Linked DNA regions of Mus musculus: all the other regions are linked to region 1. Evidence: chromatin contacts called from public HiChIP or PLAC-seq data. All regions are on one chromosome and are shown on one strand. Each heading gives the region's core, a stretch centred on a gene start, on an enhancer-like site or on the middle of the called end of the contact. The rest is flanking DNA. Distances are from core to core; before and after follow the strand shown. Region 1 holds the start of Phyhipl (phytanoyl-CoA hydroxylase interacting protein-like). Region 2 has its middle 27 kb from the start of Gm33979. Region 3 has its middle 41 kb from the start of Gm40689.

What was found. HiChIP or PLAC-seq counts read pairs in DNA pulled down with a chosen protein or histone mark.
Region 2: an H3K4me3 HiChIP or PLAC-seq map of neural tube shows a contact between it and region 1, with 2.7 times the contacts expected there. The contact joins the enhancer-like site here to the promoter of Phyhipl in region 1. A contact is called at or near these places in 1 of 39 promoter capture datasets (embryonic stem cells), 3 of 484 Hi-C or Micro-C datasets (brain and nephron progenitors), 11 of 115 datasets of contacts at active chromatin or transcription factors (SST interneurons, embryonic basal ganglia, embryonic forebrain and 7 more) and 4 of 9 other capture datasets (adipose tissue, embryonic stem cells, liver and 1 more).
Region 3: a contact with region 1 is called in an H3K4me3 HiChIP or PLAC-seq map of neural tube, with 3 times the contacts expected there. The contact joins the enhancer-like site here to the promoter of Phyhipl in region 1. A contact is called at or near these places in 1 of 484 Hi-C or Micro-C datasets (nephron progenitors), 10 of 115 datasets of contacts at active chromatin or transcription factors (SST interneurons, embryonic basal ganglia, embryonic forebrain and 5 more) and 2 of 9 other capture datasets (adipose tissue and liver).

The regions. Positions count from the first base shown.
Region 1 is chr10:70,597,489-70,600,613 of GRCm38.p6, reverse strand. It overlaps Phyhipl (phytanoyl-CoA hydroxylase interacting protein-like), which reads left to right and starts at 1,323. Exons shown (of 5, transcript NM_178621.4): 1 at 1,323-1,609. The coding sequence starts at 1,507.
Region 2 is chr10:70,765,361-70,768,249 of GRCm38.p6, reverse strand. No RefSeq gene overlaps it. Among named protein-coding and RNA genes, the nearest start is that of Gm33979, 27 kb to the right of the region's middle. Within about 2 kb of position 1,604, at least 25 of the 459 cell types and tissues checked have an H3K27ac peak or open chromatin away from gene starts, as enhancers often do. A contact at or near this core is called in SST interneurons, neural progenitor cells, neural tube and 1 more, where this site is marked.
Region 3 is chr10:70,787,752-70,790,906 of GRCm38.p6, reverse strand. No RefSeq gene overlaps it. Among named protein-coding and RNA genes, the nearest start is that of Gm40689, 41 kb to the left of the region's middle. Within about 2 kb of position 1,671, at least 22 of the 459 cell types and tissues checked have an H3K27ac peak or open chromatin away from gene starts, as enhancers often do. A contact at or near this core is called in SST interneurons and neural tube, where this site is marked.

The DNA.
Region 1 (3,125 bases), core at 74-2,573:
AAACATGGAACATAAATTATTACCAATAACTATAAATAATACAAGGGGGAGAGGGGCTTCTTTTGATCCCGTGATACCAAGAAAAACAAAATAACATTCCGAATCAGTAAATGAGAACAGAGGCCAACAGGCTGTCATCTATATAGGCTTTATTTTTAAAACCTTTGCACCATCAGAGTGCACTGAAATATCTTAGGTGCTCCTGAAAGCAATGGGGCGTGCAAATATGGCCATCACTGGAAGACCACAGGTCCCCCTTTCATTTTCTAGGGTAACAAAGAACAGGTGATGTGTTTCAGCCTGTATTTTTCAGTCAGAACAATGCCGGGCCCAGGGAGAGCACTGAAGACTTGTTTGTTAGCTGAGTGGGTGAGGAGGCAAGCTGACAAGTGGCTGTCACCCGGAAGCTGCCTCCTCAGCAGCCAGCCGCCAGCATCCTGTGTAGCCTCACCTGTCCCGCAGCACCGACCTGAGTTCGCGCTCGCTGCCCGGTGCAGTCCTCAGGTGGCCGCTCATTGCTCACTGCGGGGCCTGGTGAGGAACGGCGGCTGGGCGCGCAGAGCGGGGACCGGGAACCCTAGGCGGCTCGGGCCTCAGTTTCCCAATGTGTGTTCAACAAGCAACAGGCGCGCGCTCGCCTCGCCGCAGCCCGGGGTGGCCGTCCGGCTCTACCTGGCATTGTGAAAAGAGCCTAGCCGCCATCGCCGGGCGAGCGCGACGCGCCGAGCAGCTTGCCACAGCCCGCGCTCCTCGCGCGCTCCATCCTCCTTCGCTTCCAGCGGGAGAAGGCGCGCGGGAGAGCCAAGCGAGGGCGCGTGCGCGCGGCAGGCGGGGTCGGGATGCGCAGGGAAGCAGTGGGGCGCGCATGCGCGTGCGCGCGACAGGCGCCCCGGGGGGTACGGTCTACGCGCCCGCAGGTAGGTTGCGGGTGCGCGCCCCAGGACAAGGGCAGCGATGGAGGCGTGTCAGAGCGTGGGCGCGCCACTGGCTGGGAGCGGAGCCCTAGAGAGGAGAGCGGAGGGCGCGTCCGCGTCCGTGCGCGTACGCGCGCGCGGCAGGTAGGGGGCGGGGTCCGCGTGCCGTAAAAAAGGGGCGGGGCCCTGTGCAGGCAGGTAGGCGCGACCCCGGACCCCTGTCCTCCGTGCGCGTGTGCGCAAGGGCGGGCGGCAGGCAGGGGGCGGGGTCTGCGAGAGGTAGGAAAGGGGCGGGGCCCGGGTGCAGGCAGGTAGGCGCGTCCACCGCCAGCCCCGCCCCCGTGAGCGTGCGCGGCCCTCCCTTCAGGCGAGAGCGCGCTCTTCCCGCGCTCGCGCCGGCCGGCGTTCAGTCTACGAGCCGCGCACTCGAAGGAGCTTCTGCCGCCGCTGCCGCCGCCGCCACCACCACCGCCGCCGCCGCCTCGGCCGCGACTCCCGACCGGAGGTTGCCCTCGTCCTCAGCCTTCTCAGGCCTTTCCCGCCCTTCGCCCCGCCGGCCGCTGGCGCCTGGCTTCGACGCGGGGTCGCGAAGATGGAGGTGCCGCGCCTGGACCATGCCCTCAGCAGCCCCAGTAGTCCGTGTGAGGAGATCAAGAACCTCAGCCTGGAGGCCATCCAGCTGTGCGACCGTGATGGTGAGGAACGGAGGCACCGGCGGGAGACAAAAGGACGCGGGCGGAGGTGTCCGGTCCCTGGGAGAGGGCGCCTCTCGGGTCCGCGGGAGAAGGCTGCTGGAGGGAGAGGGCGCCTCTCGGGTCCGCGGGAGAAGGCTGCTGGGGGAAGAGGGCGCCTCTCTGGTCTTTAGGAGAGGGCGCCGCTCAGGTCCGCGGGAGAAGGCTACCGGGGGAGAGGGATCCAATGGGTCCGCGGGAGAGGGCTCCACTGGGGAAAAGGAACCGTTCGGATCCGCGGGAGAATGCTCCGCGGTGGAGAGGGCGCCTCTCGGGTCCGCGGCCCGGTGTTGCCTATTCTGCAGCAGGCAGATCTTGGGTCTCCCGACCAGGGACTTACCCGCCACCGCGAAGGCTAGACTGGATAGGCTTGAACAAAAACTTACCCATTCTCTTGCAAACCTCTGAACCCCAGGAGTGTCTGTCTAACTGGGGTGAGCCTCCTAGTATTTTAGTCGGGGACAGAAAAGCTGCGTTTCAGCACCAAGGACAGACACTAGGCTCTTGGTTCTGGGCAGGGATTATGAGGCTGTCAAAAATCCGAACAGGATATTGGTCCTTCCTCTACGTTTGCTGAGATTCGGTGTGTGTGCAGCACACACCATTGTGTGTTGATGTGTCAGTACTCTATTGTTAAAGTTGGCAGTCTACGAAAAGGAAATGACTGATCACAGGGTCCGAGTGTTAAAGTGCTAGCTAGCTAGTACTCTGCAGTGTGGGCACGGCGCTGTGTGTTGGGCTAGTTAGAGTATCAGTGTTGGGCACAGAATGGTGTGTTGGGCTAGTTGGAGGATAAGAGTTGTTTCAGTGATTTGGAATAAAACTTCATTTGTAAAGAAGTCGTCTGATTGCTGATTGGCCAAATAATTGTTAAATTCTGCATATAAAACCGGTTGACATGGAAATACGATTATCAGTGAAAATGTTCAACTGTATATGAGTAATAGCTATAGAACATTTTAAAAGAAAAGTTATGAGAGCTATTAATTGGTGCACGGTAAGGTCATTAAATGTAGCAGGATAACTCATATAGGAAACAAAGATCTTGATTTTTTTTAAAGGCATTGAAATGGACATTTAAGTCGACTGAGCACTAAAGTCCTGCTTACTAATAATTTTTAATTGTTAGTGTGAATTTATTTTTAATAATCTCTAAATGAAAATTCAAACTCTTTGAACACAACAAACCTTAACTTATGAAAGAGGTGTAGTCTGAATAATTAAGTATTCTTGTAAAGACTGTTTATTTCCTTTGTCGGTAGATTAGCTTTGTAAATTGCAGCTATTTTTATTTTCTCAGATTGGTTTCAGAGAAAACCAAGATTCTAATAAAAGTAGATTTGATTTTTATTTGATTCAGCAATTTATCAAATACTCATTCAAATAATAAGTGGAACTAGACAACCTAATGCTGTTCCTCAGACCTTAATAATTTCAGTTTTTAAAATTGTGTTTTCTGTGTTTATCAGGGGTGTCAGGG
Region 2 (2,889 bases), core at 355-2,854, 170 kb before region 1:
TATAATATTAAAACCCATTCTCTCCATTTCTAACGCTGTGGTCATGTATTTGGCACACAGCACGGTTCTGATGGTTGGATGGTAGATATGTCTGTTCTCTGCACATAAGAACAAATTACGTATTCATCTATTAGGTAGGTCATTACTTGAAAGTTTTCACAATATTTCTTTATATTATCTACTCACTGCTTTAAAACCCAGTGGAGTAGACTAGGATAATGATGACAAGACTAATATTAGAATCCAGGCCTTTTGACTTCCCAGTAGTGCATATGGGGTTTACTACATAAATCCAGGGGAACAGCAGAACATCATAGAACACTCATCAGTTTAATGGCTTTGGACTTCAACATATTAGGTTGAAATTCTCAGAGGGCATGAAAGAACTCACCATTTGAATAAAACATTCAACTGTCTTCTCTCATTTGGTAAATAAATTCCTCTGCTCCAGGTATCTAGCTGGGTCTCACAACTGTGCCATTCGAGAATCTCATCTTGGAAGTCGAACACAGAGAGTGTTCCCAATGCAAATCCCAGGAGCCCAGCTGAAGGATCTCTGTAGCATCGCTTGAAATGCCTGCTGTCAGGTCCCTGGGGCGGTTGGCACACTGACTGACTTACTGCCAGCTCATCTGTGTCAAACATACAGGCTTTCCTGACTCCCGTGACAGACTTGTTTTCTGCAGTAACAAGCATTTGGAGAGGTGCTGTGGAGGAGAGCTGGTCCTTTGCTTCTATACAAGAGGTTCCGGGATGCGCTCTCCAGGCATTGACTGTTGACCTGAACAGTTGTCTTTCCAGGAAGTGGTTCCTCTTTCCACTGCCAGACAAAGCATTCAGGAATCAAAGTGTTGGGTTTGGGGATTCTCTGGATGAGCAAAAGTATTCCAGAGAAAGAGTTCACTTTCATCTGAGTTACGATGAGTTATATGAATTCATATGGGCACATGCACATTAATTGATGTGCCCATGGAATGCAGTTAAATAAAATTAGAGGTTTATATATTTTTCTATTAATTAACTTATTTATTCACTTTACATCCTGACCACAACCCCCACTCCCCACAGACAGTACCTCCCCCTTTTCCTTCCCCTCTGAGAAGGGCCAGGTCCCCGATGGGTTCCAACTCACCCTGGCACATCAAGTCCCTGCAGGACTAGGCTCATTCTCTCCCACTGAAGCCAGTCAAGGCAACCCAGTTAGGGAAATGGGCTCCATGGTCAGGCAACAGAGACAGAGACAGGAGATTTATTAAGTTATCCCACCATGATATTTGAAAACAACCAACCAAACAAACACAAAAGCAAAACCCCAAACAAACAACAAGCAAGCCAGCCAAAACCAGCAGAGCTTAGGTTTCTGAAGAGATTTTTTATTCTCGAGGCCATCCAGGCAAAGATCTCCGCATCAACGTTTGTTGTTCTCTTTTAAATGCCTCTAGATCGGTGCTGAAAGAGCTGAACTTATTTCAAAGATGCTAATTTGAGCCTCAGACAGCTGTGGTGGTTATAAATATAAACACAATGGCAGATGACTTGACAACAGCCTTTAGTTTCCATTAGTGCCGTTGCACTAAATGTCCCTTTTGTGCACGGGGCATAAAAAAACGCAGTCAGATGACTGACTTGGGAGATGAGCCTGCAGACTGACCAGCATCTGGGCACTGAGCACTTTTGTTTAAAAGGGAGAGTCAGTCATGTAATAGGGAAAACCCCCACACGAGACTACAAATCTTTACATCTTATTAATCTTTCCACAGTACTGTGGAAACTCCCGAGGAAGAAACTTATCCATATAAAATTGGGGAGGCATGATGTATTCCTAATGTCTATTTATTCTAGATAAATTGATACATACATTGGATCCCATGGGATATTGAGAACCAATAAGTAACTTCACAACTTAACTGAAGTATAATTTAGAGGTGAACATATTGAGTTAAGTTATTTTTAACCCACTTATCTCTGTAATTTTTTTTATAAAGAAATGCTATATGAATGATAAAGTTAACCAAAGCAGCCTAGAAAACAACTAGGAAGTTTCTGGTTACATTCTCTTTCCTGAGTCTTTGCTGAATTTGCTGTGTCTGGTTTGTATTTTTTTTCTCTTCCTCTTCCTCTTCCTCTTCCTCTTTTTCCTCCTTTGTCCCTCTCCCCTCCCACTCTCTCTCTCTCTCTTCCTTTCCTGCTCCCCTTGCCTTCTCCCCTTCTTTAAACAGAGTGCCATTTTGAACTTTGTTTTCTAAAAGCACAGAGGATGAAAACATCCTGGGAGCACCTCTGAGTGTGACTGGGCTGCTGTAGCAGTTAAATAAAAGAAAGCAATCAAAAACTAAAACATGTGCAACTTAATGCTTCTGACCCGGGCGTTTCTCTGGCTTGTCTATTTCCAAAACTAAAGTTGACCATGTGATTGAGAAGCCAGAAAACATTTACCTTATTCAAGCTCAGATCGAAGCTCTCCATATGCCTATCACATGACGAGCTCCAAAAGACCAGAGACTAGGCCTGTGGTTGTCACTCTGAATCTTGCACCTGGCCTGAGGGCAGTTACACGGATGGATAAATGGTCTCTTATAGCATGTGCTAATATGTAATGTAGGTATACTCTTGTACTCTCAATTTTGCTGACAGAAAAATTTTAAGTGATGCCCAGTGTTATCTAGCTAGGGGGGAACAGTTAATATTCTTGCCTGTGTAGCCAAAAATCTAGACTCTTTGTAAATCCAATTGCCATTACACATCTTTAAACCTTGCAAGATGAAGGCCGAACAACCATAGTAAGAGTCTTTCTTCCCAAACCCATGTTCTCAGATCCTGCAGATCTGTTGCCTGATTTTTATGAAAGCAGGAACCTCCTGTCATGGTTCCACAGTCTTGAGGAGATGC
Region 3 (3,155 bases), core at 422-2,921, 190 kb before region 1:
TGGACTAAAACCATCTATATCTTTGAAAGCTAAAGGGAAGGGTATTGAACAGACTCTCCAAAGAATGTGTCTAGGGGTTCTATGAGGCCAGGGCAGAGGCTCATCAAACCCTCCCAGTGATTTATGCCATCTAACAGAGAAGCTTGCAAGAGACCTATCTGAGATACAGAACTCAGAGATGTGTGAATGACTTAAGGAGGAAATTTTTGGTGGGAGTTTTTTTTTTTCTCTCCTATGTGAATCTCCCCCAATGGAAAGCAATGGGTGTAGAAAAATGCCAAAGGGTACCACTAATTTTTATAAGAAATTACAGTCTTTGACATGGAAGACAAAATTTTTCTTGGCTATAGATCCTTGATATAATTAGTATAGAATGATTTAATTCTCTTTTATCTTTGGTTTGAGTTTTCAAATTGAGTGTAAAAGGTATGTTTTACATTTATTATGAGAGAAAGGTCATTTTTTCTTCCTCATGCATGAATTCCTAAGGGATGTGGTTAGATGGCTGAATCAAGTGACTTTCTTTAGAGCCAGCCTTAGCTTGTCACAGTGAGCTTTTGAGTACAAGTACTGTTGAATTCTGGTTTTTCTAATAGAAAACTGAGATGTGGAACAAGCCAGGAGAGAGAGTTTTAGTGTTGTAGGAAGAAGTAAAGACTGAGGCAGACCTTAAGCCTGTTTCTTGCCTGTTTGGCCATAATTTACTGAGTTTTTTCCAATGTCCATATTCTGTCTGTACACTGGCCCCCAGATAGTAATCTGATAGGATTGTTGAGGAATTTCATGAGACATAGGTACCTTTGTCCTATGACTGTTAGGACTCGGCACAGGTCAGCTTTTACTTCTGTCACAAACACATTGGCCATTGTTAGCCTCTGTGTTAATATTTCCTGTTGATAGGTAAACCAGCTTTCCAGTGCATCCAAATGGAAAGCACTTGGAAACCTTCAGGTTCTTCCACAGCCATAATAAGAAATGGCAGGGTAATTAGGTGGCCAGGGGACATGATCAACCTCTCTGGCTCTTGGCGTGCTTCTTCTATAAAAGGGCGTGGAGATGAGAGAGACCTTTAAGATTTCCTCCTGCTCGGTGACAATTCTAAGATTGTCTTGTTGTTGTTGATGATGAACATCGAAAGCCTTCATTTGAAGGACAACTTCCTGAAGTTTTAATCTTTTGTGTGTGAACTGCCATCTCCTCCCTCCTACAATCCATTGTCCCAGAAGAATATCTGGGAACCCAGTAAGATAGGTGTTGGTATCTGGCCAGTTGTCTCTGTGTCCTGTAGCCAAGTCTGTGGGGATAGAGTCTAAGGGCTTTGCTGTTGCTCTGAAAAACTGCATGTGTCTTGGAAATAGACTACAGGATGATATAGTCTAGACTTTTAAAAGACTATACTGTTGTTAAGGAGAGGAGAGGCAAGCAATTCGCAAGGAGAACAATGGCTAACTTGATGACAGAGAAATTGAGGACTGTGCCTGACTAAAATGAGAGGTAACTTTCTGTCTTATGGGTAACTGTTCCACGACTGCCCAGGGCTCCCAATTACAGTGCCACCTCCGGTAACCTCTTCCCCTGTCTCTTTTCCTTCTGCTACAAATGTGCCTGCCAAATGTTTCATCCCCTCAGGGCCTTGCTTCTGGTTGCTATGGCAACGGCTAGCTACTCCAAGCTAACCGTGCCCTCCTGCCTTCTCAAACTAGGGAGACTTCAGGAGATGGTCTCTTCCTGGATGTGAGATGACAGTAACAGGAGAATCTCCAGCTAAGATTTAAGACAGACATTCTGAAGCACGCAATCTATAACCCCTCAAATCAGAATAAGGAAGCAGTCTCCCTGCCTACCTATGCAAAGAGCCAATCAATATGTTCCTTGTTACTCTTGTTCAGCCCTTTATGGAACATCGTTGCCTATCTGCTGTGATCAGAGGGATGTGCCAGCTATGGTCTGTCCTGTGGAGAAATGCTGAGTGCTAAGATGCCGTAGTAATATTCAAATTCAATCAACCAGGGTTCTTTCTTAGCCTCTAACTACTGCAAGCTGCAGGAAGAGATGATCCAGTATAAACAGGAACAATAGGAAATTCATAGCAATTTCTTAACCTATAACTCACAACAGGAACAATAGAAAATCTATAGCAAGTTCTTACCCTGCAGCTCACTAACATCTTTCTTACCTACAATAGAGACTGTCAAAATGCCACTTGTGCAAGCTATGTGATTTTTGGAGATGCTAAATTTGAAAAGGGAAAACATTTCAGCATTATGGAAGGGATGGGGGGCTCTGACATGGAAACATCACAAGGTGGGATATCCTTGGGCAAGATTCTACAATATCTCATCAGTTTCATAAGCTGCTTAACTAACTGCTCCTAAAATTTCTCACCTCGGGCATTTTTATTCAGACCCACAAACTCTGTCCCTCCCCAACCCTATTTGCAAGTTGGCATGCACTTGAAAGGGTGAAAGATCAACAGTAGTCTAAAACACTAACCACAAACCTAGAAGACCTAAAGTTGTTATTCCAGCTTTTGGGAAACAGAGCAGGAGGACGGAAATTTCCATTGGAGGCCAGCCTGGGCTACCTGGCAAGATCTACCTTGTCTCAAAAAACCCAAGTAAATAAAAGAACATAAAAAATGTAGTCTAGCCCTAGAATTACATAAACTTTAGACAAGTAATAATTGCAAATAAATCCTAAGCAATTCCTATCCCATGTCTTACTAACTTCTTTCTTTTTTTTTTTTTTCCATTTTTTATTAGGTATTTAGCTCATTTATATTTCCAGTGCTATACCAAAAGTCCCCCATAGACACCCACCCCCACTCCCCTACCCACCCACTCCCCCTTTTTTGCCCTGGCGTTCCCCTGTACTGGGGCATATAAAGTTTGCGTGTCCAATGGGCCTCTCTTTCCAGTGATGGCCGACTAGGCCATCTTTTGATACATATGCAGCTAGAGTCAAGAGCTCTGGGGTACTGGTTAGTTCATAATGTTGTTCCACCTATAGGGTTGCAGATCCCTTTAGCTCCTTGGGTTCTTTCTCTAGCCCCTCCATTGGGAGCCCTGTGATCCATCCATTAGCTGACTGTGAGCATCCACTTCTGTGTTTGCTAGGCCCCGGCATAGTCTCACAAGAGACAGCTACATCTGGGT